2 separate regions of the Zea mays genome follow, and region 2 is linked to region 1. The links are chromatin contacts, called in public Hi-C maps. All regions are on one chromosome and are shown on one strand. The core of a region is the stretch at or near the end of the contact, and the rest is flanking DNA. Distances in the headings are between cores, read along the strand shown. Region 1 holds the start of LOC100286168 (stromal 70 kDa heat shock-related protein). Region 2 holds the start of LOC103640938 (pre-mRNA-splicing factor CWC22 homolog).

Region 1 (5,248 bases), core at 1,340-3,839:
GGGGAGTTTTTGAATCCTTGATCAATTTCTCGTGAAATATCTCTCTTTATGTTTCAACATGTGTGTTTGACTTAGAGATAGGAAATTGAGTTTGATTTGCAAAAACAAACCAAGTGGTGGCAAAGAATGATCCATATATGCCAAATTTGATTCAAAACAAATTTGAGTTCTTATTTGAATTGATTTTGTACTTGTTCTACTTGCTTTATGTTGTGTTGGCATAAATCACCAAAAAGGGGGAGATTGAAAGGGAAATGTGCCCTTGGGCCATTTCTAAGTGTTTTGGTGATTTAGTGTACAATACAAGTGCCTAAGTGTCAAATGGTGGACAAAGTACAAATCAAGTATAAAGGTATGTTTCTCAGACTTAGTACATTGTTTTAAAGACTAATGTATTGTGTCTAAGTGCAGGAAACAGAAGAAATCGAATTGGAGAAGAGATGGCCTTGTTCAGCCAAAGCCAGCTCTGTCTGGGTGCACCGGACTGTCCGGTGCGCCAGACTGGCTCAGGCGAACTCGCTGCTCTCGGAAAGAAATTAACGGCGTACGACTAAAATTCACCGGACTGTCCGGTGTGCACCGGACTGTCCGGTGAGCCAACGGTCGGCCGGGCCAACGGTCGACCGCGCGATCCGCGCGGGACACGTGGCCGAGCCAACAGCTAGTAGGGGGCACCGGACTGTCCGGTGTGCACCGGACAGTGTCCGGTGCGCCAACGACTCGAAGGCGCCAACGGTCGGCTTCGCCAAAAAAGGAAAGAAATCCGCACCGGACTGTCCGGTGCGCTTGTCGACAGAAGGCAAGAAATGCCTTCCTGGAATGCACTCAACGGCTCCGAGCTGCCTTGGGGCTATAAAAGGGACCCCTAGGCGCATGGAGGAGTACACCAAGCATTTTCTAAGCATTCCTAAGCACTAAGACATCGATTCCGCGCTTTTGATTCCTTGCAATAGCAATTAGAGCTCGGGTTGAGTTGTGAACTCATTGAGTTGTGTTGTGAGCTCTTGTTGCGACTTGTGTGCGTGGTGTTGCTGTGATTTCTTGTCTTGAGTGTGTTGCTCATCCCTCCCTTACTCCGTGCTTCTTTGTGATCATTAAAGTGTAAGGGCGAGAGGCTCCAAGTTGTGGAGATTCCTCGCAAACGGGATATAGAAAAGCAAAGCAAAACACCGTGGTATTCAAGTGGGTCTTTGGACCGCTTGAGAGGGGTTGAGTGCAACCCTCGTCCGTTGGGACGCCACAACGTGGAGTAGGCAAGCGTTGGTCTTGGCCGAACCACGGGATAAACCACTGTGCCATCTCTGTGATTGATCTCTTGTGGTTATTGTGTTTTGTTGAGACTCCTCTCTAGCCACTTGGCATTACTGTGCTAACGCTTAACCAAGTTTTTGTGGCATTAAGTTCAAGTTTTACAGGATCACCTATTCACCCCCCTCTAGGTGCTCTCACTTCGGTGACTTACCTGATGGAGCACTAGAGCAATCTAACGAGCTCAAAGCGATTTTGTGTAAAAACACCCTCTTTGCACCCACTCTTCGTTGCGCCGCATGATAGTCATGGTGCACACTTTTGAAACATGGTACCAACTCTCATGTACTATCTTGAACCTCTGATGCATACACTCAATATAATTATATAGTTTTGTGTCTAGAACAACTAGGGTTAGGTAGTGTCCCATATCTTTGACGCTTTATAAAATAATGCAAATGACACCTCCTGAATCTATTTTTTAAAACATCATAACTCTAATTGGTCTCCTATAAGATGATCACCACCTTTAGTATTTAGTCAACACAATGCAAATGACACCTCTTAACATCTTTTTAAACATCCTAACTCTTATTGATCTCCTATAAGATGATCACCACATTTAGTCTTTAGTTAGCACTTTTTTATCTCCGACGTGAGACATTTACCCGTGATAAGGAGTGTTTGCAAGCTTAGCCATGAACGAAATATTTTTTTGTTAGAGTTAGACAAAACAACATCATAGTACACAATTTTTTTTTTCAAAAAATCAGAGATGTATTTCATTATGTACTATACTAATATACCAATTTTCAAGTTCTAATTATTCTACAATAAGAGATGTAAATAATTTTCTATTATTTTTGAACCCTTCACATTGGATAGAATTTTTCTCCTTTTATATATCTTAAAATAGAATAGAATAAAACTTAAAATTTAATGTAGCAATAAAGTAAATAATGAATTATATTTATAGTATTTATTCTTAACCTCATGCAAAAAAACATTAAAAGTAGCATCACAATCGCATAATGCTTCGCAGGACACTCATTTGATCCCTCGCTCCCGTGCACAGCCACAGTGTTCGTCCAAAAACCGGCGACGCCGGCCCAAGAAGCACATGAAGCGGTCATTATGTCGCGCTGCTCGCTCACAAGTCAAGCCAACCCCCGTAAGCCGCAACTGCGAAGTGCAAACCTCACGCGGTCTCCACTGCCGCCGGCGCCGCCGGGTCGCGGCCGCGACCGCGACCCGCACGCCAACCACTTAGCTGCGAGCCCCACGCGTCAGCGTCTGGCGACTATAAACTTTCCTCCCTTCGCAGTTCTCACCATCCTCCCCGTCCTATCCTCTCCCTCGCCATCATCGTCTCCGCCTCCGCCGCTCCCCCTCGGTCCCCTCCCCACCTCCCGTTCTCTCCCTCCTTGGATAGGGTTAGAGACTGAGCTCCCCCGCACGCGCGCGAGCCATGGTCTCCTTCACCTGTTCCCAGGTCGGCGCGACGGCAGCGGGCGGAGCCTCGCCCTTCCTCGGCTACCGGTGGCGGAGCGGCCCCGGGGGAGCCACCCCGTCGAGCTCCCTCTTCGTTGGCCGGCGGCTGGCAGCGGTGCAGATGCGCGCGCCATCTCGCGGGGCCCGCGGGGGCTCCGCGCTGCGGGTCACGTGCGAGAAGGTGGTGGGGATCGACCTGGGCACCACCAACTCCGCGGTCGCCGCCATGGAGGGCGGCAAGCCGACCGTCGTCACCAACGCCGAGGGCGCGCGCACCACGCCTTCCGTGGTGGCGTACACCAAGACCGGGGAGCGCCTGGTGGGGCAGATTGCTAAGCGCCAGGCGGTCGTGAACCCCGAGAACACCTTCTTCTCTGTCAAGCGCTTCATCGGCCGCAAGATGGCTGAGGTCGACGACGAGGCCAAGCAGGTCTCGTACGGCGTTGTCAAGGACGAGAACGGCAACGTCAAGCTCGACTGCCCCGCTATCGGCAAACAGTTCGCTGCCGAGGAGATCTCCGCGCAGGTAACTTGTTATGTTAGAATGGCAGACCAAATGCCCTCAGCTGGCTCCAGTGGTCGGTGACTGGTGGTGCCATCCGTAAGGATGGCAAAAATAAACAAATATCCGGTGGATATGCATTTTACTCTACGTTTTTTCATGGGACAACCTGTATAGAAATCCGAGTTTTGAGGATATGGGTAAATGCCACTCTTGTTGCCATTCTATTGTCTATATTGAAAACCTATGAGTTCTACTAGAGAATAGCTCCTGGTCCTGGCAAATCACTTGTTAAGGTATACTGGATTGAATGTTGTTTGTAATGCAACTGGTACATTGCGTTTGAGGTAAAAAGGTATATTTTGCCACATAAAGATGAACGGATGTAAAGGAAGCTGCTTTTATGTTACTAGGCAACCAGCCTGTGTTAGAATCTTTGGTAATGCTACGGGGTTCTGATTCTTTGGAGAGTCAGTGCCAGTTTCGAATGCTGGGTTTTTTTCCAGAATGCTGCACATGTAAAATTCTGGGCGGACCAAGCTGGGTTTATGCATTTTGATTTCAGCCTGAAAACAAGTAGCATTCTGATATGATTTCTATCAACATTGGGGTTTGCTTGAATTTCTTTTTCTTCAGTTAAGCAGTTGGTCATTTGTGTTCTGCATGCACTTATGTCCTCGGGGACTGAGTTTTTGAGTATATATAAAATATGTATGTTATCATCTGTATAAAACTACTTTTGAGTTGCTACTAGCTACCAGACCAATAGATGTGATATACTTACCATTTTACTTCCATAGTAAGTTGTACATTTAACTTATCCTGTTTTATTATCCGAACAGGTTTTGAGGAAGTTGGTGGATGATGCATCTAAGTTTCTTAATGAGAAAATCACAAAAGCAGTGGTTACAGTCCCAGCATACTTCAATGATTCACAAAGGACAGCAACTAAAGATGCTGGCCGCATTGCAGGACTGGAAGTTCTCCGTATTATTAATGAACCAACTGCTGCATCGTTGGCCTATGGTTTCGAGAAGAAAAATAATGAAACAATTCTAGTGTTTGATTTGGGAGGCGGAACCTTTGATGTATCTGGTAAGGAAGTGTTCCACCTGTTCTTTTTTTATTGCTTTACTTCTGAACCACATGGATAATAATCATCTCTTATCATGGAGATAAAGCCTTTTGCTTTCAATTGGTTCAGACTTCAGAACTATGTGCTGAATAAGTGAATATTTATTCAGTTGTATGAATTGATCAACATTTGTTTCATTTGCCCTGAACGAATTGTAAGGTCACAAATGGGTTTTCAGGAATACTAGTGCAACTCTTACTCTGATTTTGCCCAATTTGAGCTATAACGTGTCAAATGATATGTCCCAGGAACATTAGTGAAACTTTATGTTGCCCAACTCTTTGAACCAGGTGTTTTCGTTTTACCTTTGATGATCATGTGGATGAACATGTTCCATTTATATTTCTCTTAATGAGAGTGGCATTCTCTGCCAGTGTCTTACTATTACACACTAAATGTTTTTTGAGATGTTTATACTTGCATTATAACTAAAGTAACACCGTCATGCAGTATTGGAAGTTGGTGATGGTGTGTTTGAGGTGCTTTCCACATCTGGTGACACACACCTTGGTGGTGATGACTTCGATAAGGTTTGACAGAATTTTGTTCTGTTCTTTTTTAGTAGGTTGTTACACGGCAACTTGAACTTTCTCAACACGCACCATTTTGTTCTTTGTATGTTGTTATAAGCATCACTGTCAAACTGTGAAATTGTTTCTCTTACATATTTTCAGTAAATTAGCCCTCCTGAGCTTGAGTAACAAGCACCATGTAGATTTCTTTGTATTTAAAAATTCATAAACATGCCATTTTAGTTCCTGATAGAGCAAAGGGGCAAGACATGTGAAAAAGGCAGCTCACAGAATCACAATGTACAAATCATATAGCATATATTTATTTCTATTTTTAACTAATTTGAATTCCTGATAGAT
Region 2 (4,908 bases), core at 459-2,958, 370 kb after region 1:
GACACCCGAGCTATCCACAAAGACCGAAACATCTCCCCAAGAGTCTCCCACTTCGGGCAGGACTCCGCCTCGCTTGAGGTTGCCGCCGCACCGACCGTCTCGCCCGAGCCAGCCTCAGACAAATAGGACAGGGGCACCCGAAAATAGGAAGGGGACATGCACATTTAATGCGTGTGCCAACCCATGCTACGACAACAGAGCACAGTGATAGATAAGACGACGATCATGTCTGGCGCCACAACATGATTACGTTTACACTACAGTGTGCGCACGCCGCCTGCCACCCTCCGATGGGACGCCTAATACGACAAGTCGAGTAGACTGGCCTTCGGGCGCAATCTCTCTGCCTCACCCGAAGCAGGATTCAGCCCGCGGGCGCGATCTCTCTGCCTCGTCCGACCTCGGCTCTAGCCTTCGGGTGATTTCTCCGCCTCGACCAACATCAAGTTTGGTCCTCGGGCAAATTCTCCACCTCGCCCGAGCTCGGCCTTGGCCACCTACTACGCCGTGAATCCTGCAGACGGCCACTCCGCCCGACTGTGGTGCACGTCAAGGGACGGCTCGACTAACGCCTCGGGAAGACTTCCGCCTCAACTAACCAGGGGCTCTGATCTCGATAAGCGCAACAGGGAATCTCGACGTCATCCCGTGTCAGGACGCTGACACACCCCGTAAGCAGCCTTTGGCCCATACCCCGGCGCTGTTACAACAACTACGGCATGGGCAACCTCTCCCTCGGGGGCTCGGGCGTACGGACAACCCCTCGGTCTCTGCCTCGGCTCTCTACGGGAAATCAGCAGGCGCGAGTCAGCAGCACAGTGCGTCATCACGTCGGCTTACAGGGCGCCAAGACGTCTCTCCTTCGGATACAACACCAGCTTCACTGTAGACGCTCCCCTTCGTGTATAAATAGGGCAGTGATCCCCCAAGAGGACGATCCATCCACGGGACACGCAGACGAACGCTCACTCCCCCACTTTGTCTTAGATATTAGTATTTGACTCAATCATCTCTATGGACTCGGGACTTCCTCTCTCCCGCCGTGCTTGTAAACCCCCTACTACAAGCACCACAGTGCGAGTAATATAAGCCTCATCCTCCTCTGCTGGAATAGGGCATTGTATTGCCCGAACCAGGATAACTGCTTGTGTCTTCTCGCTCACCATCTAGAGTCGGCTACGCGACACATTTACTAGTTGGTTAAGGACCCGTGGTCCAAACACCGACAAGTTTATTTCGAGAAGCAGCTAAACTGATAAACTGTTGTGTAAGCTACCTGTTTAGCAAAACTTCTGCTTATGGGGTGTTTGAATGCACTAGATCTAATAGTTAGCTGCTAAAATTAACTGAAGACAATGAAACAATCTAGGTATTACTTTAGCTATTAGCTATTTTAGCAAATTATCTAATAGTTAACTAGCTAGCTAATTTAACTAGCAATATTTTAACTAACTAACTATTAGTTGTAGTGCATTTAAATACCTCGTAAATCTATTAAAAACTGAAAATAAGTTGTACCAAATAGGGTTCAGAACTTACTCTAGTGAGCTTTCGATTTTTAACTTCTTGAAGCTTTTTATTTTTAAATGGTTTGAGCTTTCGATTTTTAACTTCTTGAAGCTTTTTATTTTTAAATGGTTCCAAAGCTAAATTATAAAATTTCAAAAAAGCTGAAAGCTTAGATCTGACCCTTACTACTTACTAGGCTACACGGGACCGATCGAATCGATCTCTTGTCGGCTACACAGAACCGATCGAACCGATTTCTATTTTCTTCGTATCCAATTTCCATCCTTTCCCCTCTCGCGGGCTCGCGGCCACGACCCCGCTTCCCTAGAATTATTACCACAAACCACAAAACCCTCGGTCCCGGCTATGGCTAACTCCGTCTCCCCGCCGCGCCGCCGCCGCCACAGCCACCACGATGACGTCTCCCCGCGCCGCCGCAAGCGCCGCGCGTCCCCGTATCCACCTCGCTCGCCTTCCCTCGGCGTCGACGCGGACCGCCGTCGCAGATCTAGGGCTTCGCCGCCCGATTCCGACAGCCGCGGCCGCGGCCGAGACGCCAAGCCCTCTGAGGAGAAGGAGAACGGCCACGCCAAGCCCGGAAGGGATGAAGACGGCGACAACCGATCTCCCCGGCGCGACAGGGTTTCAGACGGGGAGGAAGGTGGCGAACGCCGGAGGATGCGCGATAGGGTTTCCGACGATGAGAAGGAGGAAGGACGTCGTCGCAGGCGGGCTAGGGATCCGGATGATGAGCCGGACGACCGCCGTGGCAAGCGAGACCGGGAGAAAGACAGACGGCGCCACCGGCGCCGGAGCCCTAGCTCGGAGTCAGGGTCCTCGCCCGACGGCCGTCGCCATCGCCGCCGGCGCCGAGACGAGGGTTCGAGGCGGCGGGACGACCGTAGGCGAAGGGAGGACGAGGGAGACGAGCGCCGTAGAAGCCCTGTGAAGGAGCTGACCCCGCCACTGCCTCCCCCACCGCCGCTCCTTCCGGAGATGATCCCTGGGCGCACGGGTGGGATCTACATCCCGCCTTTCCGCATGGCGCAGATGATGCGTGATATGGAGGACAAGTCGAGCCCTGAGTATCAGCGCCTCACCTGGGATGCTCTCAAGAAGAGCATCAATGGGCTGGTGAATAAGGTGAATGCGACCAATATCAAGAATATAGTGCCAGAGCTCTTTGCAGAGAACCTTGTTCGTGGGCGGGGGCTCTTCTGTCAGTCTTGCATCAAGTCACAGATGGCCTCGCCTGGGTTTACTGATGTATTTGCTGCGCTAGTTGCGGTTGTGAATACCAAGTTCCCTGAGATTGGGAAGTTGCTTCTTGTTCGTGTCGTGCTCCAGCTCAAGAGGGCATATAAGCGAAATGACAAGGTGAGCTTGTCTTCATTTTCCTCAGCTCAAGAAGTGTTTTAGTACTTTGTTACTTTTTTATTTAAGAATGACTCATTTAGAATCTACAAACGCCGGGTCTAGTTGCATTCCAAGGTGTTTTCATATAATTAGTTTCACTTATTGTATGGTTGCTTATCTAATCCTTATCAAGATCTTTGCAATTTTTTAAACCATTTACAAAATGGGCTATCCTATTTATGTTAGTCTGGAAAAAATGGCTACTTAAGTCTGCAGCTGAAGGAGAACTATTGGTGCATACACCAATAGATCTGCTGTTCTGCAATTACAAAGGTTTGTAGTTGGCTCATGAAATTCTTTGCACAACACTTCACATTGCTTTCCATTTGTATTTGAACTCATGAACTGGATTAATGCAGGTTTTGGAAGTTACATAGGATATACCTTCTACTTGGATTATGGATTAAAGTCAAATAAAAGAACTAGCAAAAGTTGTTGTTTATACCTGGGGCTTGTATACACTGACGTTTGCTGTTTATGTACATAAGATGAATTGTTACTTACATTTAGGATGCTTAATATCTGAGTGTGAAGAATTACATATGTGCTTAATTGTTAGTTTCTGCATAAATTTCTTACTGAAGTTCTCCTTTACTTGCAGCCCCAATTGCTTGCAGCAACCAAATTCATTGCGCACTTGGTAAATCAGGTGGTGGCACATGAACTTGTGGCGCTGGAGCTTCTTACTGTACTCCTGGAAAATCCGACTGATGATAGCGTCGAGGTACACAACTTGGACCTTATGTACCATTTGACTTTATTTTGTTAACAACTTACTCAATCCTGGAACATGTGCATATTTTGGTCAATGATAGGTGGCTGTGGGTTTTGTCAAAGAGTGTGGGGCAATGCTGCAGGACTTGTCTCCTCAAGGGCTTCATGGTAAGCTATTTCAGACAATTGTCTGAGTATGGCTTGTTAAACTTGTTAGCTTTTGGTGGTGCATGATCGTTTTGGCCACACACATTTTATAGCATCAACATTCATTTATGGATCTTCAAATTGTATATCCAATGTGGTATGGTCTTGTGGTTAATTCTAAAGTACTTAAATACCATGATGATGGTTAGGTCAATCATGTGATTATCTGGGTTTTGGAAGAACATATAAATCTTGTTTTAACTTTGTATAAGATGCATTATTGCGGACCAATAGTGAAACACTAGATGTTCAGTCTTAGTTCTGGTCTTCTGGATGCTCTGGAGAAGAAAAACTGCAATGCATAAGTACAATTATTTGATTTATGCTGCTATGTGAATTGAAGTGAATCTGGCAATATTATCTTCTGTGCTAGTTGTTTAATTAAGTAAAGTAAATTTTTTAATTTTGTACATAGGTTAGCTAGCGAAAGAGCCTCTAGCGTAATGGTTAAGGCTTCCGAGTAGCACCTCCAGGTACTGGGTTCGATCCTCCTCGGGGACGAATTTCAGGCTTGGTTAAAAAAATCTCCTCGTTGTGCTCCGCCTGCTCCCGGGTTACGTCCTGCTCGCCACCCTCCGGCTGGCTGTTGCAGAGTGGACAATGACGGCCCGCTAGTGATGGAGGGCTAGGGTTCGGGATTTTCTCGGCCGGGACCATGTTTCAGCCTCATCTTAATATAATACCGGGAGGGTGGTCTTTCCCTCCCCGATCGAGTTTTTTTTACATAGGTTAGCTATTGCCCATGATGGTTGCTTTTAAGTACAAACTAGTGTTAGCCACTATTAAGTACACGGTCAAAATGTCTCTGAATCCTTCTATACATCTTGATTGTAATACTCCCTCTGGTCTAGTTTATAAGGCACAGTCAGACATGACATGGTATTGTAAATTACAATTTGACCATTCATTTTGTAAGATTGGAAAACCCTAACCCCTGAGTGGGGTTGGGAGTTGTATTAATAGACTCGGTAGTTGGGCCAGGCCCATTACAGCAGGGGCGAGAGGGTAAATACACAAGAGATAACCAAAACCCTAACGAGTAACACATTTGTTGTATTTTAT

What was found. Hi-C and Micro-C count contacts between places; a contact is called where the count stands out from the background.
Region 2: a contact with region 1 is called in a Hi-C map of tassel, with 2.5 times the contacts expected there. The contact joins the promoter of LOC103640938 here to the promoter of LOC100286168 in region 1. A contact is called at or near these places in 2 of 25 Hi-C or Micro-C datasets (leaf and tassel) and 1 of 3 datasets of contacts at active chromatin or transcription factors (leaf).

What each region holds. Positions count from the first base shown.
Region 1 is chr10:22,002,941-22,008,188 of Zm-B73-REFERENCE-NAM-5.0, forward strand. It overlaps LOC100286168 (stromal 70 kDa heat shock-related protein), which reads left to right and starts at 2,590. Exons shown (of 8, transcript NM_001159056.1): 1 at 2,590-3,265; 2 at 4,084-4,336; 3 at 4,827-4,906. The coding sequence starts at 2,717.
Region 2 is chr10:22,371,465-22,376,372 of Zm-B73-REFERENCE-NAM-5.0, forward strand. LOC103640938 (pre-mRNA-splicing factor CWC22 homolog) reads left to right here and starts at 1,709. Exons shown (of 8, transcript XM_020545568.2): 1 at 1,709-2,886; 2 at 3,527-3,649; 3 at 3,741-3,807. The coding sequence starts at 1,876.